2 separate regions of the Sus scrofa genome follow, and region 1 is linked to region 2. A link is a contact called in public HiChIP or PLAC-seq data. All regions are on one chromosome and are shown on one strand. The core of a region is the stretch at or near the end of the contact, and the rest is flanking DNA. Distances in the headings are between cores, read along the strand shown.

The links. HiChIP or PLAC-seq counts read pairs in DNA pulled down with a chosen protein or histone mark.
Region 1: a contact with region 2 is called in an H3K27ac HiChIP or PLAC-seq map of skeletal muscle. The contact joins the enhancer-like site here to the promoter of LOC110260430 in region 2. A contact is called at or near these places in 6 of 47 Hi-C or Micro-C datasets (brain, fetal skeletal muscle, heart right ventricle and 2 more) and 1 of 2 datasets of contacts at active chromatin or transcription factors (skeletal muscle).

Annotation. Positions count from the first base shown.
Region 1 is chr1:73,724,262-73,731,452 of Sscrofa11.1, reverse strand. No RefSeq gene overlaps it. Among named protein-coding and RNA genes, the nearest start is that of SOBP, 180 kb to the right of the region's middle. Within about 2 kb of position 2,107, at least 10 of the 83 cell types and tissues checked have an H3K27ac peak or open chromatin away from gene starts, as enhancers often do. A contact at or near this core is called in fetal skeletal muscle and skeletal muscle, where this site is marked.
Region 2 is chr1:73,547,293-73,554,194 of Sscrofa11.1, reverse strand. LOC110260430 (WAS/WASL-interacting protein family member 3-like) reads left to right here and starts at 4,087. Exons shown (of 3, transcript XR_002343702.1): 1 at 4,087-4,317. SOBP (sine oculis-binding protein homolog) reads right to left here and starts at 4,417. Exons shown (of 6, transcript XM_013992735.2): 1 at 4,285-4,417. The coding sequence starts at 4,380.

The DNA of each region.
Region 1 (7,191 bases), core at 858-3,357, 180 kb before region 2:
GGGAGGGAGTGGGATGGACTGGGAGTTTGGGGTTAGTAGATGCAAACTATTGTATTTGAAGTGGAGAAGCAATGAGATCCTGCTCTATAGCACAGGGAACTCTATCTAGTCACTTGTGATGGAGCATGATGGAGAGAAAAAGAATGTATATATATATATATATATATATTAATATATATATATATATATATGCCTGGGTCACTTAGCTATACAGCAGAAATGGACAGAACATTGTAAATCAACTATAATAAAAAATAAATTAAAAAATTAATGAAAGGTAAAATGCAAGGAGTTTGTATCATTGCAACTGTTTAGAAAAAATTGCCAGTTACTCAATGAATAGAGCTCATCTTTCAGAAGCCAAAGGGCTGTCTAGATATGCCCTGTGAGTGACTGGACATAAACCCAGCCCATCAGCCTCAACTGTATCTCACCAGTTGGCCCAGCCTGGCCAACAGAGTATTGAGAGCCCTGGGAGAAGCCCAGGAGTCCTGCACTGGTGGGGCCTCAACTCCCACCTCTGTCCTAAATCCATGATTTGGAATGAAAAAGTCACCGGTGGAGCAAAGCACCCTCGTGGAGTTCCTGCTGTGGCGCCATGGCTTGGTGGCGTCTTGGGATGGCTGAGATGCAGATTTGATCCTGGACCTGGCTCAGTGGGCTAAGGATCCAGTGTTGCTGCAGCTGAAATTTAGGTCTCATCTATGGCTAGGATCTGGACCTAATCCCTGGCCTGGGAATTCCATATGACCTGGGGGCAGCCAAAAAAAAAAAAAAAGAAAGAAAGAAAAGCAAGCAAGCAAGCAAGCAAGCAAGCAAGCAAGCACCTCCTTGTGACCAGTTGGAAAGGCCTCTGTGGCTTGCCCCACCCCCATGTCCGCTTCCCAAAGTAACATTGTCCCCGGCCAGGAGGGGCCTGGGTTTTCTCTCCTATCAAGAACAGCACAGGACTAACATCTTCAGTGATGATTCCCGACAACCCTCAGCAGGTACCGTAGGGATATCAGACCTGCAGGAAACTGTCCAATTTATAGCTGCTCACGTAAAAGCCATCAGGAGGATCATGAAATGATTCCTCCATATGGTGCCCTGAAGCTTCCAAAAACTGTACGAGAAAGGGGCTTGGAAGGAATTCTTTCCTTTTCGGAGACAAGGAGGGTTGAAGCCAAGCATCTGTGGCAACCTGGGAAAGACACTCCTCCCCGACCCCCACCCCCTGTGCATCCCCAGGGGTGGCCTGGAAGATCGTCTGTGTTGGGGCCCTGCACCCGGGGTCACTGACATCAGCGTGTTAGGCTTTTCCATTAACCAAGCTTATGTTTTCTAGTATAAATGAACTCTACAGTTACATTGTGTGGAAGCTTTGGGACACGGTTTGCCAAATGGAAAAACATTTGGAGGTTGGGAAAATATCTTGCACATAAATTACTGAAGGCACAGAGAATCTAAAAGAGGGATGAAATCAGAAGCCAAGGAAAAGCCGGGAAGGTGCCAAAGTAAAAAACGGAGAGAGACAGAGACAGGGAAAGCGATATAATGATTTCTCTTAATGACCTGCCCTCGGAACGAAAAGGCAAGTTTCTAAGCCATATTTGAGCCTCATAAAAGCCATGTGCCTGAGTATCGGGAAAGATCCTTTAAAAGGCAAGATCAGGCCCCCATTTTTCATCCTTTCTGAGTGGAGCTCTCCATTGATTATGTTAAGTGCTGGCCACGGTAAGGAACACAAAAAGCTCATTGTCTTTGACTGTGGCAAAGGCCGGTTACACACTTGTTAATTTCCTGATTTATGACACGGAGGAGATGGAACTCAGGGCAATGCTCCCTCTCTCCCTATCTCTGTTTTCTCTCTCTGTCTCTGTCTCTCTTTCTCTCTCTCTGTCTCTTTCCCTCTGTCTCTGTCTCTCTTTCGCTGTCTTTCTTTGGTAGTGGTGGTGGAAACTATTAAAACAGAGGCAGATCAGGAAGTTTGTGATAAAGAGAAGCCAGGCTCTCGTCTGACATACAATCTCTCTTGGCTTAAGTAAACTTGCTCCTTCAAGGCCTGCCATCAACAGAGTTGGGCTCACGTTTCACCACTAAATCTGAGTCAACAATCTCTAATCTGGACACTGGGTTCGGAATCCAGGCTCAGGTTGCACTTGGAAGCTGACAGCAGAGACGAGAGCAGAGAAAAATACGGCCTTTGTTTCTGGTTTGCTCGTCCCCACTGAGCCGAGCTGAGGTCATGTGTCGTTTTCTGTCATCAACAAGATAAAAGTTTGCACCTCTCTGGCCCTGAAATGGCTCTCCTGCCATTTCTATTAAGGCCAAGAAGCTCTCTGCCCTAGGATGGGAGGGCCAAGTTTGTGGAGAGCTGAGATTTGGAGTCCTTTTCATCTTTCTGACATGTGATACCATGACATAGGCAGCCCTTGCTGGGTTGCTATGCAGATATACAATTTCTGAAAAGTAACACCCGGAAAATGAAAACCCCAGGCTGGATTAGCATTTCACAAAGAACAGGGATAAAATGTGTAGCAGTTAGGCTAAAAAGCTAAAAAAAAAAAAAAAAAAAAAAAAAAGAAGAAGAATTAAAGTTTCATGAAAACAAACTCTTTTTTAAAGGATCAATAGGTATAAAAGTATCTTATTGCATTCCTGGCCTTAGGTCCTGAGCCCTAATCCAGCTACTGTGCATGAAGGGGATATAGTGAGGCAAAGGGCTGAGACCAGGGAGGGAGGTCTTGGTGTGGGCTGGGGGCTCGGGGTGCTGGGTAGCACATAATCTCAAGGACCCCTGATGGGTGCTATTGTTTTATAAAACCTTCTTTCTGCCTATGATTGTGTTCATTGTTTTTATTTTGTAGTCATCTTTCCCTTTTGTTTAAATAAACCTAGAAAGAAGCGAGGGTGGGAAATACCCCCATTGTCTAAATGTTCTAGCTAAAAATGCTTCAGCCCTGACCTTCCCTTTCTTGATCAAGGTCGAAGGGCACATCTTCCAGAGCTCACTCGCTCCAACACCAGCCTTTCCCAAACACATTCTTTTTTCAAGCCTTCCCAATGCCAGAAATGAATTTATATGGAATATTTCAATGGAATGTGAGGCGTTGGCATGAAAAACAGGAGATGGGAAATGATGAGGGGTTTTCCTTGTTCTCCCCGACCAGCTGAGGCTCCCCGTGAGGGCCTTCTCTGCAAAAGTAAGGGTATGATGGCCCCTCACCTGCTGCTCAGATGCTCTCGAGGGAAGCCCAGAGCGGGAAATGGGAAAGGGGGTTCTGAAGACACCCAGGTGGTGGAGGAGATCTAAGGGCCTCAACCGATCCTGCTCCCACAGCGAGGGGAGGCACAGCGGCCGGGATCGACCTGCCAAACATCTCAGCCCTTCAGCATGGAGGGTGCGCTGCGTGCCAGGTGCTCGCAGGGAATGCAAAAGTGAATCAGCCCCGGTCCTTGCTCCCAGGCTGTCAAAGGAAAGCACGTGGATGGAAATAAGCACCATCAAGAGCTTTGGAGTGAATCCCTTTGAACACTCCTGTTTGTTGGATCACAAGGTCGGCAGTGTTTGCCAAGAAGGGCTCTCATTCAAGACAGGAGTTGAAGGGAGGTCAGGTGAAGATGTGGGCAACTGACTCCTCCAATCGGGAGAATGGAACCACTGTGTGCTCCTCCACGTCACTTCCAGGGTTGATGCTCCAGTCATGCTCAAAGATGAGATGACATTTGTGGAAGTGATTGTTGTAAGATTCAGCCTCATGCCAGGTACTCAATTAAATGCTCTTTCGTTCATGCATTCAGGCGTCCATCCATCCACAAGAGGGAAGCCGAAATGTGAGTGTGCTAGTGAGGGCTAGGTATCCAACCTCCCAAACCAGTGGCAGGTTCTGCCTTCCTTAGCTTCTGTATGCTTAGCTTCCACATCTGTAAAATGGGAATCATGATAGCAATGACTGTTGGTTGTTGTGAGGCATAAATAAAATAACACAACCAAAATGACACGTAGGACATGTTGGATAAATGTCCATGAAGATTAGCCAGGGTTACCCTCCTTTGGAGGGTTCATGACTGCCGGTTTGGCCCAAGCCTGCATGTGAGGAACGGGTGAGGAAAATGAGCGTGATCCGGTCCCAGAGGTCTGGAATCAGGCTGGGATGACATCATCAGGCATGTGTCCTATTGGCTGATTCAAATTCAAACTGAGTTATAACCTGAGTTGATGCTGGTATTTCTCCAGCTGTGGTGCCATCAAAGAACATGGCATGTGGAGTTCCCGGTTGTGGCTCAGTAGGTCACGAACCCGACTAGTATCCATGAGGATGCAGGTTTGACCTCTGGCCTCACTCAGTGGGTTAAGGATCCAGTGCTGCTAAAAGCTATGGCGTAGGTCGCAGATGTGGCTCAGATCTGGCATGGCTGTGGCTGTGGCACAGGGTGGCAGGTACAAGCTCTGTTTCAACCCCTAGTTGGGGAATTTCCATATGCTGCAGGCAGGGGCCTAAAAAGACTAAAGAAACAAAGAAAAAGAACACGGCATGTGGGGGCCAAAGGTCCAAATCTTGGCTCCCTTACTTACTTGCTGAGTGACCTGAGCAGATCACATAATCTTCCTGGACTGCACCTTCCTCATCCAGAAATGATGATGGCATAGCCTATAGCAGGTGGGTTTGTGAGAATTGCTGAGACATTCCGGGGGGATGGCCCCTTGTGCTCTCTGGCATGTGGAGGCTTTCGACATTTGCATCCATTCCCTTGGTCAGCTGCTTGACCCCAGATCCAATGGCCCAGCCCAAGACTGTGAGGCTTGGCTTCAGCGCCCTGCCCTCTGGGCAAAGAGACCCAATCCTGTGTGGCCCTGGCAGCCCCCCTGTTGCTCTTGTTTGACACCCCTTCATCCACCTAAACAAAAACTGCAGGAGAAAGCCCATCTTATCCCAAATCAGAATAAAGGGAAAGAAAAACAGCCCCTGGCCCCACATGCTCTCTTTTTCCTTCCCCAGGAAATTTAACACAGGGACCAAAGCACCTCTCTCTTCTCTCCTCTCCCCCAAGCTGCTGGCACAGCCCCCACCCCATCTCCCTCACAATGACCTATGGATACATTGACAGTTGTGTTTTTGGTGATGTCAAAACGTGGGGTCAAGAGAAGCAGTGGTTTGTTTTTTTTTTCCCCCTCTCCAAACACAATATAGAGGTCAAGGGTGTCTCGATCTCATGGTTTAGGCACCAAGTAAATGCCTGAACTCTGCCCTACGTCCTGAACCACCTGGCGTCCTGGCCCTGGGAGACCACTAGGCATTGCCACGGGGAGCGTGGATGCTGAAGCCCACTGCCAGGCTCTGCCTCTGTCTGTGGACAGAAACCCCCTTCATCATCATGCCTCAGTTTCTTTAACTATGAAATGGGGATGATGATAATGGTATCACCTCCTCCCAGGGCTGTGGTGAGAATTAAATAAGTGAATGTGTGCAAAGCTGTTAGGTGGGGCCGTGCACAGAGGAAGCATCCAGTGTGTATGAACCAGCAGAGGCCCCTTCTTTTACTAAAAGAACTCCATATACTGGTGGCAGTGGTTCTACTTTTTTTTTTTTTTTAGAGCCACACTCGTGACATATGGAAGTTCCCAGGCCAGGGGTCAAATCGGAGCTACAGCTGCCAGCCTACACCAAAGCTCATGGCAATACCAGATCCTTAACCCACTGAGCAAGGCCAGGGATCCAACCCAAGTCTTCATGGATACTAGTCAGGATGGTTTCCCCTGACCCACAATGGAGACTCCCCCCATGGCTTTCAAAAGCAGCCAGAAGATGTGCCATGTAATAGGGATGCCGCTGGCACCTCCTCCCTTGAGCACTAGAAACAATGAAACTCATCAGCTTCCTGTGTCTGCTGCACTACGACTCTGGTTTCTGGGGTTCCAGTGTTTCCTGTACTCTTCTCCCATAGTCTAGTAGGAGCAAGGGGCCTCAGCTCAGCCCCACTTCCTGCTCCAGTGGCAGATGATTGCTCTGGAAGGATGCGAAGTCAGGAAGGCCACAGTATCCACCTTCAAGGAGCCCGGATAATGTGGAAAGGACAGTTCGAGAAGAAATCTTGGTCCATTTCAGCAAAAGCCGTGGGAGCCAGAGGGAGAAGCAATTTACTGCCCCTTGGGGAGGTCAGGCTCGACTTCTTGGAGGAGAGGTAGCATGTCATCAGAGCTTTGAAGGGGGTGGTTTGTGAATTAAAGATAATGGTAATAAGGGGGCCTTTCCATATGCTGGGCATAGGAGGTATGAGGCAAATAAGGCAGGCTCCCAGGCCTTAAGGACTTTGCAGATTAGCATAGGACAGAAGTGCGTGAGCTGCTGGACAAGCTGAGTGTCCTGTGCAGGGGATGGAGGTGGGTGTGGAGGGGTGCTAGCCCAGTTGGGAGGGGAGAGGTGGTGCCTGAGGGTTCTCCAGGAGACTGTTACCAGAGTAGTTGCCTGAGTCTTGCTGGGCTGCAGAAATTGCCCAGGGAAGACAGGGAAAGTCATTCAAGTCCAAGGCAGCCTTCTGTGCAAAGACAAAGGAGGGGGAGAGAGCAGGGAGCATCAGGAAACAGCACCTAATTCAGCAGGTGGAGCACAGGTAAGGTTAGGGTGCATGGAGCAGGTGGGGCTGGAAAGGCCAGCAGGGGACAAAGTGGGGAGGGCTTTGCCAGCCACCCTGTAGTCCACAGGTAACCGCCAAAGAGCTGTAAGGGGCATGTGACATGTCCCCTAATGGGATCTCATTGAAGCTGGTCAAGGAAGCTAAGACTGAGCTCTGGGGTAGAGGAAGAGCCAAGGAGGGGAGGGTGTGTGAGTCTTGAGTGCTTTTGCACTTGGACCTCCAGCCCTGGACTTTGGCTTTGTCATGTGGGCAGCATGAGCTGGCACCAATAAGCCTGCTTGCAGCTACAAAGATGCCCTTCCAATGTCAAGGGAGCACCTGCAAAAAGAGAGTGGCTTTGCAAAGCTGTGAATCCAGGCTCTGGATGTGCATTTATATAAACCCTGGAAACTTACAGAGAGATCCTGCTGAGATCAAGAAGTGGTCTACCTTTCCCACAGCCCCATTCTCCACTGTCTGTAAAAGCCACTGGGTGGGGGCTGTGAGCTTTATTCTTTTCTGGTCTCCCCTCAGCATCACACAGGGGGCCTGCATTTGGTGGGGTTTGATAAACCACAGGGAATTCACTGCCTA
Region 2 (6,902 bases), core at 2,838-5,337:
TAATTCACTGCACTCACCAGCTCAGCTCTGCAACTTGCTTTATTGTCTGTGCAACTGACACAGGTCATTTTTAATGCCAAATGGAGACCATCAGAAACTAAACTAGAAAATCTTATGGTGAGTTTACTACTAAACTCTAACAGATGTGCCTGACTCCAACTGTAGACATTAGGACTGATGCATAATTTTAGGTACAAATTACTTACTGAGAATATTTATAGACAGAGAACTTCTTTAGCAAAGACCCTGAGACAGTTAACACAGATTATACTGTACTTGAGCAATTGATAAGGAAGTCAAACATTGTAAATGCATTAATTATGGTTTGTCTAGGAAAGTTTCCAGGGCAGAGTGCTTGACCTAATCAATCACACCGGGTTTTGTCAGAGAGCTTTCAAAGATAAAAATCTGACTCATTACCTCTACTCACAGTTTAGATTTTTTTGAATTGTATCACTGTTTGGTAGTCACTAATCACATTCACCAAGATCTATGTGCATAAAATACATACCCTTAGGCACAATTATATTTATACTTACTCATATATTTACATTTACACATCCAAAATTATAAAACTTCTGAAACGAATTAACACAATACGTATCAGAATTCCCTCCTAAGATCCATTATGATAAATGTGAGCTAACAGTATATTGAAGGCATACTACATTGGCTACAATCACAATATTTGCTTTAGAAAACGAAAGTAGTGAAAAATACAAATGGCACTGACATCTGATTTTTGAAAATCCTTTCTATTGGTCACTAAATAATAAGGCAGATTGATTATAAGTACAGTATGAGTCTTTTTAATTAAGAAAAACCAGGATGAAGGGAGGAAAAAGAAAAGGAAAGATAAAGAAACAGCGTAAAGGTCATAATGAGACAAACATTTCTACTTGAAGCTATTTTCACTAAAGGACACTAAAGGGGAGCTATGCCAAGTCATGTACTTTTCACACACAAAATTATATTGTATCAAATTTAAATTTGTTACAACTGCCATGTACATTAAGCCAGTGATAACGAAAATGTAACTCAATATCTGATCTAGTGAAACAGCAACCAACATTAGCTCCCAGCCACATGAAGACAATCTTCAATGCCATTACTGGTGTCAGCTAAACCTCTGCCAGTTTGTCTTCTCTGGCCATTTTTAAATAAATATGTGACTATCTCAATTAGGAAATCTTGAAGGACGTCTCTACGATAAGGCAATTTTGTTGCTCATTCTCAGTGCCCTGCATTTGCTGTACTTAAAATAGACACTTGTACCAATGTCCTTTCTATTACCCGAAGAGGGGAAAATCACATACACACCAGTCCTTTTTCTTTCAGCTTGCAGAGAAGCAACTTGATCTAACCAGTGTTGAAACCTGAGTAGGTCACTGTACACCACGATAAAATTCCCTAATCCCTGAGCCAAATCTCCCTAAGGGGGGCCTCCTCCTGATCCTCCACTTCCCAGGCTGACTTTTGCATTGCTCTCTCCTCTTTCCCCCTTTCATTTCCCCTACCTTCAAGCCTTGATATGTGATCTACGGTGAGGGCTCAGGTTTCCGTTTTTACAGCTTAGGCCGTGCTAGCTGTATACATTCCTTTCTTTCTGCCGGGCAGTGATTACTTACCAGAGCTTAGTTTACACTGGTCCAGATGAAAGCCGTTCAGATGAAGGCAAACACAGCCAGGCAGCTCCAGAGGCACCGATATGAAGCTGCACAAGGCCACATTGTGTTCTCGGTGACATTTTGTTGCACATATTTTTATACAGGGCAACCAACGTCTTATGTTACTCTACACTTTAGGTTTGGAGAGACTGGGGGGGGGGTAACAAAACCATGAGGTTTGGGGAGGGGTTTTGCTAATGCGGTTATTAATAGTAAAGGCAGAAAAAGAATGTGTTCGAAATAACCCTTCCACCTTTTGACTTTGAGAAATCACTTTTAAAATGAGGACTTGGGTGCTACTATATTAGAAGAATGTGTACTGAACAATCCTGCTAGAAATGGGAGTCCATGACTCACTGGCATGGTGTGCACTGACACGACCGGAGATTATGGCCTGGGGTCTCTTCTACATTGTTCCAAACTAGGGAGAAAATACTGACCCTTCAGGCAATTGAATTATTTGCCGCGGAAAACTTATTTAATGCTGCTCTGTACCGAAATGATGAGGATTAAAACTTCAAACAGTAGGTGGTGATTTGGAAGAAAAATAACATTTTAAAAAGAGGAAATTCTGTGCACGAAGGTTAATTCCATACCTAGTCCTGCAGCATTGACTAAAAATTGTGTAATTTTTCCCCTTCGCACAATGTTGTTTTTGTTTCTTCCTCACCAGTTCAGACAAACATCTGTTATACTGTAGAAGGACAACTATCTCCCAAACCACGGAGTGCTCCTGCAGCCAAAGTCAACAACGTGAGCCCCAAGCATCGAGCACAGTCAGCCTTTATATCCAGCCGGGATAACATTTCACATGTTTTGATTAAAATTAGCTAATTTGTAATTCTAGAACCTATGAAACTTAAAAACTGCCATCCCTATAGATCACACTAGGCAGTGTTTTAAAGGGACAGTGCACACTGTGATTTCTTAGTGGCTTTACCTCTCTCCTGTTCCTCCACCTCCAATTTAAAATGAAATAAAAAAGTAATTTGGAAATGCAGGACAGGAGGGAAGGGCAAGTGAGGAAGAATGGTTACTGTAGACTGTTTGAATTCTATCCCCAGGGGAAGACAACTCCTACCAGCCTCTTAAAAAACAAAAACAAAACAAAAAAACCAAAAAAACTATCTATCAATGGAAGCAATGGTGGTTTCCATCACAAGGAACAGCACTGATTTCCAAGGCAAATTTTCCTTAACTCTCCTTGGACTGATGCTGCACCTCATGCACTAAGTTTCTTACTCAGAAGTAAAAACCCTATTCCACAATGTAGACTGCTATACACATTTTCTGGAAGAAAGGAACAGTAAGCATATTTACTTAGGTACACATACAGGACGTATTATCCATGTGCCCCTTTCTAAACATGGGCTTCATACAAGGCACTCTCCAGAATATGCTTGTTCTAATCAACACAACGTCAAAGCACAATAAATTTTACTTAGTTGCTTGCTATTTTCATCACTAGTCTTTTAAATACCAACCTAACCAACCTGACCAAGTCACTTGGCAGTATTACAGATTCTATGCAGAAGATGGGGAATAAGACGGCTGCAGAATTAAACTTAACCCTCCTCCCCCTGAAATCTGCTGCTTGTTTGTAACTCACAGAAAAACAAAAAATAAAAAAAAATTAATTAAGAGAGACTCGTGAAATCAAGACAAAATAAAACCCTCACCGGGCAAAAGCTGCAACTTCCTGGAAAATAAGTGTGGTATGGGGGGGAAATCAGACGCGAGGGGTCCGGAGCTGAGCGGTGCTCTTGTGCAATCACTCCAATGCGCACAGCTGGAGCGCCAGGCTGCTGCGCTTGCCACCTCTGGGGCACCGCTGGCCTGGCGGGGAGCCCGGCCTCTCCGACAGGACTCCAGGCTGGCCTTTCCGAACAATGGGCAGGCGCTCTGCGAAGGCCGCCCCTCAGACAGCTATCTTTCAGCAGGGCTTGCCCGGGTCTGCTTAACTGGGAAGTGGAGCATGCAAAGGCGAACGGGAGGCGGAGGCAGTCGAGTGAGAGGAGCCGGCAGGGGCGGGCGAGGCGAGCCTGCGGTCAAAACGGTACCCAGACCAGCGTCGCTCGGGCCAAAACTCGCCCCGGCACTAACAGCCTCTTGGCACCCTCGCACCTAGTCGCAGCTGGCTACTAGGGGGCAAGCGGGATCAAGGAGCCGGGAGAGGAACTGGGGAGAGAGGTGGAATCGAGCGCTCCCCGGGTGCCTTGGCCCGGCGGCTTCTAACTTTGGAGGGATCCTAGGGATGGTGCCCGAAGAAGAGGAAAAAACTAGCCCACCGATTAAGAAAACCTCTTCACCAACGGGCCACTTGAGCCCCCGGTCCCCTCCCTCTGAAACGCGCCCGGACCAACCTGGGCTTTATAAGGTTAAATAGTATGTGGTTTCCCGGCCGCCCCCACCCCCATCAAATCTGAGGTAGGCAAATCTCGGGGATGCAGCCCGCGAGTTGGCCTCTGTTTTGCACCTGGAGGAGGAGCTGAGGCGTTCTGGGCATCCTACAGAAACTGACAAGCGCTCCCCTGTAACCCCCAAATCCATACAACGGCCCAAAGGGAGCAGGCGGAAGAAAGGGCTCAGGCTCTCCGGCCCCGAAGTCCAAAAATACCTTCATTTCCTCATTGATCTCCCTTTTCACTGGGTGAGCCGGTTTCCTGCTCCTTTTATTTTCCGGAGGTCTCCCTTCTTTCTCCATTTCTGCCATGTTTTTGTGTCTGGTTTCTGTGGAGATGAAATGGCTGCTGCCGCCGCCGGCGGTGGTGGTGGTGGCGGTGGTGGTGGTGGTGGTGGAGGTGGTGCTGATGGTGGCAATGCTGGCGGAGGTAGCGGTGCTGGCGGGGCTGGGGCTGGGGTTGGGCGGGGGGAGGGAAGGCAGGCGCCTGAGAAGCGGGGTCTCTTCTAGCGGCGGAGAACGTCAGTGGCTGTCAGAGGGAAAGGTAGCTCGAGGAGTCTCGGGGATGCCGCCGCCGCCGCCGCTCCTGCTCCCGCTGCCGCCGCCGCCGCCGCCGCCAACGCCGCCGCTGCCGCCGCTGCCCCTGCCGCCGCCGCTGCTTCTGCCGCTCCCGCCGCCGCCGCCGCCGCCGGGCTGCATCCTCGGTGCCCCGTGGAGTCGTCAGCCATCTTCCGTCGCTCTGTCCGTCTGCATGGGCGAGGGGAACGAGGGCCGGGCGCGGAGAGAGCGGCTCTGGGCGTGCGTGCGTGGATGTGTGTGTGCGCCCGGGAGAGCACGCCAGCCCCGGCGCCCAGCGCCTCCCGCGAGCCGAGCCGGGGGCGGGCCGGGGGCCGGCGCCGGGAGGAGGGGGCGGGCGGGCGGGGGAAAGGTGGGGGGGGCTAGGACTGCCCCCAGCTCCCGAGCGGGCGTGGCTTCCACCGTCACTGTAGACGCGGATGCTGCGCGGCTCCGGGGGCTGCTCTCGGCCGCTGGCTCATCCGCGCCGGGCACCCGCGGGACGCGGCGCCCCTCGCGGCCGCCACTTCGGTACGATGTCCCCCGAGCCCGTTCCGACCCTGGCCCTTCTCCTAAGCTCGGTGATGAGGGCTCGAGAGGGCTTGGAGTTGGGTTTTGAGCCTGAACTAGAAGGTGCTGAGGAAAAATGAATGAGGTTGAGGGGAGGAGGTCGGGCGGTGGGAGGGTCTGGGGACCCGAGGTCGCGAGGCTAGAGGGCCGCTTTCCTTGCCCCTGGAAAGGCGGACTGAGCTCGCCGCCTCCGGGTGGCAGCGCCGGGGTCTTGGGAGAAGGAACCCCCAGTCCCGACCTTCCCCCAGTTGCCAGGACAGAGTCCCCCTCCGGGGCCACCTCAGGGCGCGTGAGGTTGGAGGCCCCTTGGAGAGGTCCCCGCGCCCTGTTCCGCTGGTCGCTAACGCGGCACGGGCTGCGACTCTGCTTACAAGAAAGCTTTTGCCTCTCAATGCCTCTTAAAAGTAGGACATCGGCCTTCAGCCCCCTGCTCTTTCTTTTCCTTCTGGTTCTCAATCACTCTCTCGCTCCCTCTCTCTCCTTCCCTCTCTCCGCCCCCCCCCCCCCCCCCACGTACAGACACACAGACACAGACACACACGTGTCTCACTACAAAGTAACAGCGTTATCCTGTGACCCCGCACACACCCTTGTCCTGGTGCCCTGGGTTTAACGCTCCCCCAAGGACTGGGTGCTGCTGAGAGCGTAGGGCCACGCGCGGGGTTCCATTCTCCGGGGGTCGGGACACCCCGATCACCCCGGGAGGGACCTTCCCCACCCGCTGGGATGCACTTGGTCTCCTCGACTTCCCTACGCGCGTCTGCTCTCCCCCGAGCGGTGCTCGCTCCCTCTGTCCTCGCTCGCCTCCTCTTTGACCCTCTCCGTCTACGCCCGGGGCCATGCTCCGATGACATTTGTCCTTCTCTGGGTTGAGGCGTCGGCCTGAACCGTTTATTGAGTTTTTGGAGACACGCGGCCCTGAGTGCTCGTAAGTGCGGCGGGGGACTGGTTGACGTCCCGGGCTTCGCTTTCCCGCGCCGCGACACCTCATAATAACCTGACACAATGCGATATGGGGGTGTCTATTGTTTCAGTGCGTGTTATTGTGGAGTGTGCATTGTGACAGTGGTGGAAATTAAAATTACACATTTTTTAAAAAGTACTAAAAGACAGAATGAATTTGGTGTGCAGGTATGAGTAATCTTTCCATTAAAATCTCAGTTTGGCCTGTCAAATGAGGCTCATCCTGGGTATTCCATCGCCTAATTTGCATTTTGGCATTGTTTTGGTTATTAAACGTCAAATTAGAGCTGTTTGGGAGCGTACTCGGAAGAGCTGAGTACCTCCACGTTGGCCATTTTGCCTTTTAGCATCATTTTGTTTCGCAAAGGCCAAATAACAAATGCTTGGGAGTGTACCCAGGAGAGCTGAGTACCTCCTCTCGCCTCTTCTCTTCCCTGCCTGGAGGAAGCGAGGTGAAGCCGCACCCGGCTCCACGTGGCTCGCCGGATCCCTCCCTGGCAAGAGAGGAGGCCAGAGTTGAGCGGAGCCGAACCAGACTTCGCTTCTTCAAGGGGTCCGCGCCAAACACTTGCCCGGAGCAAAGTTAAATCTTGGGGCGGTTATCCGGGCCGCGGAAAAGTCAAGAGAAGGGGGTCTCTGAGGTTTCAGCGAGCGCTCTGCGGTAAAGCGGTCCCCTATTCAAGATTTTTCCGGTAGCCTCTGGGAGTGTACCCAGGTATACATAAGTTGTGAGCCCAGGTGCTCTG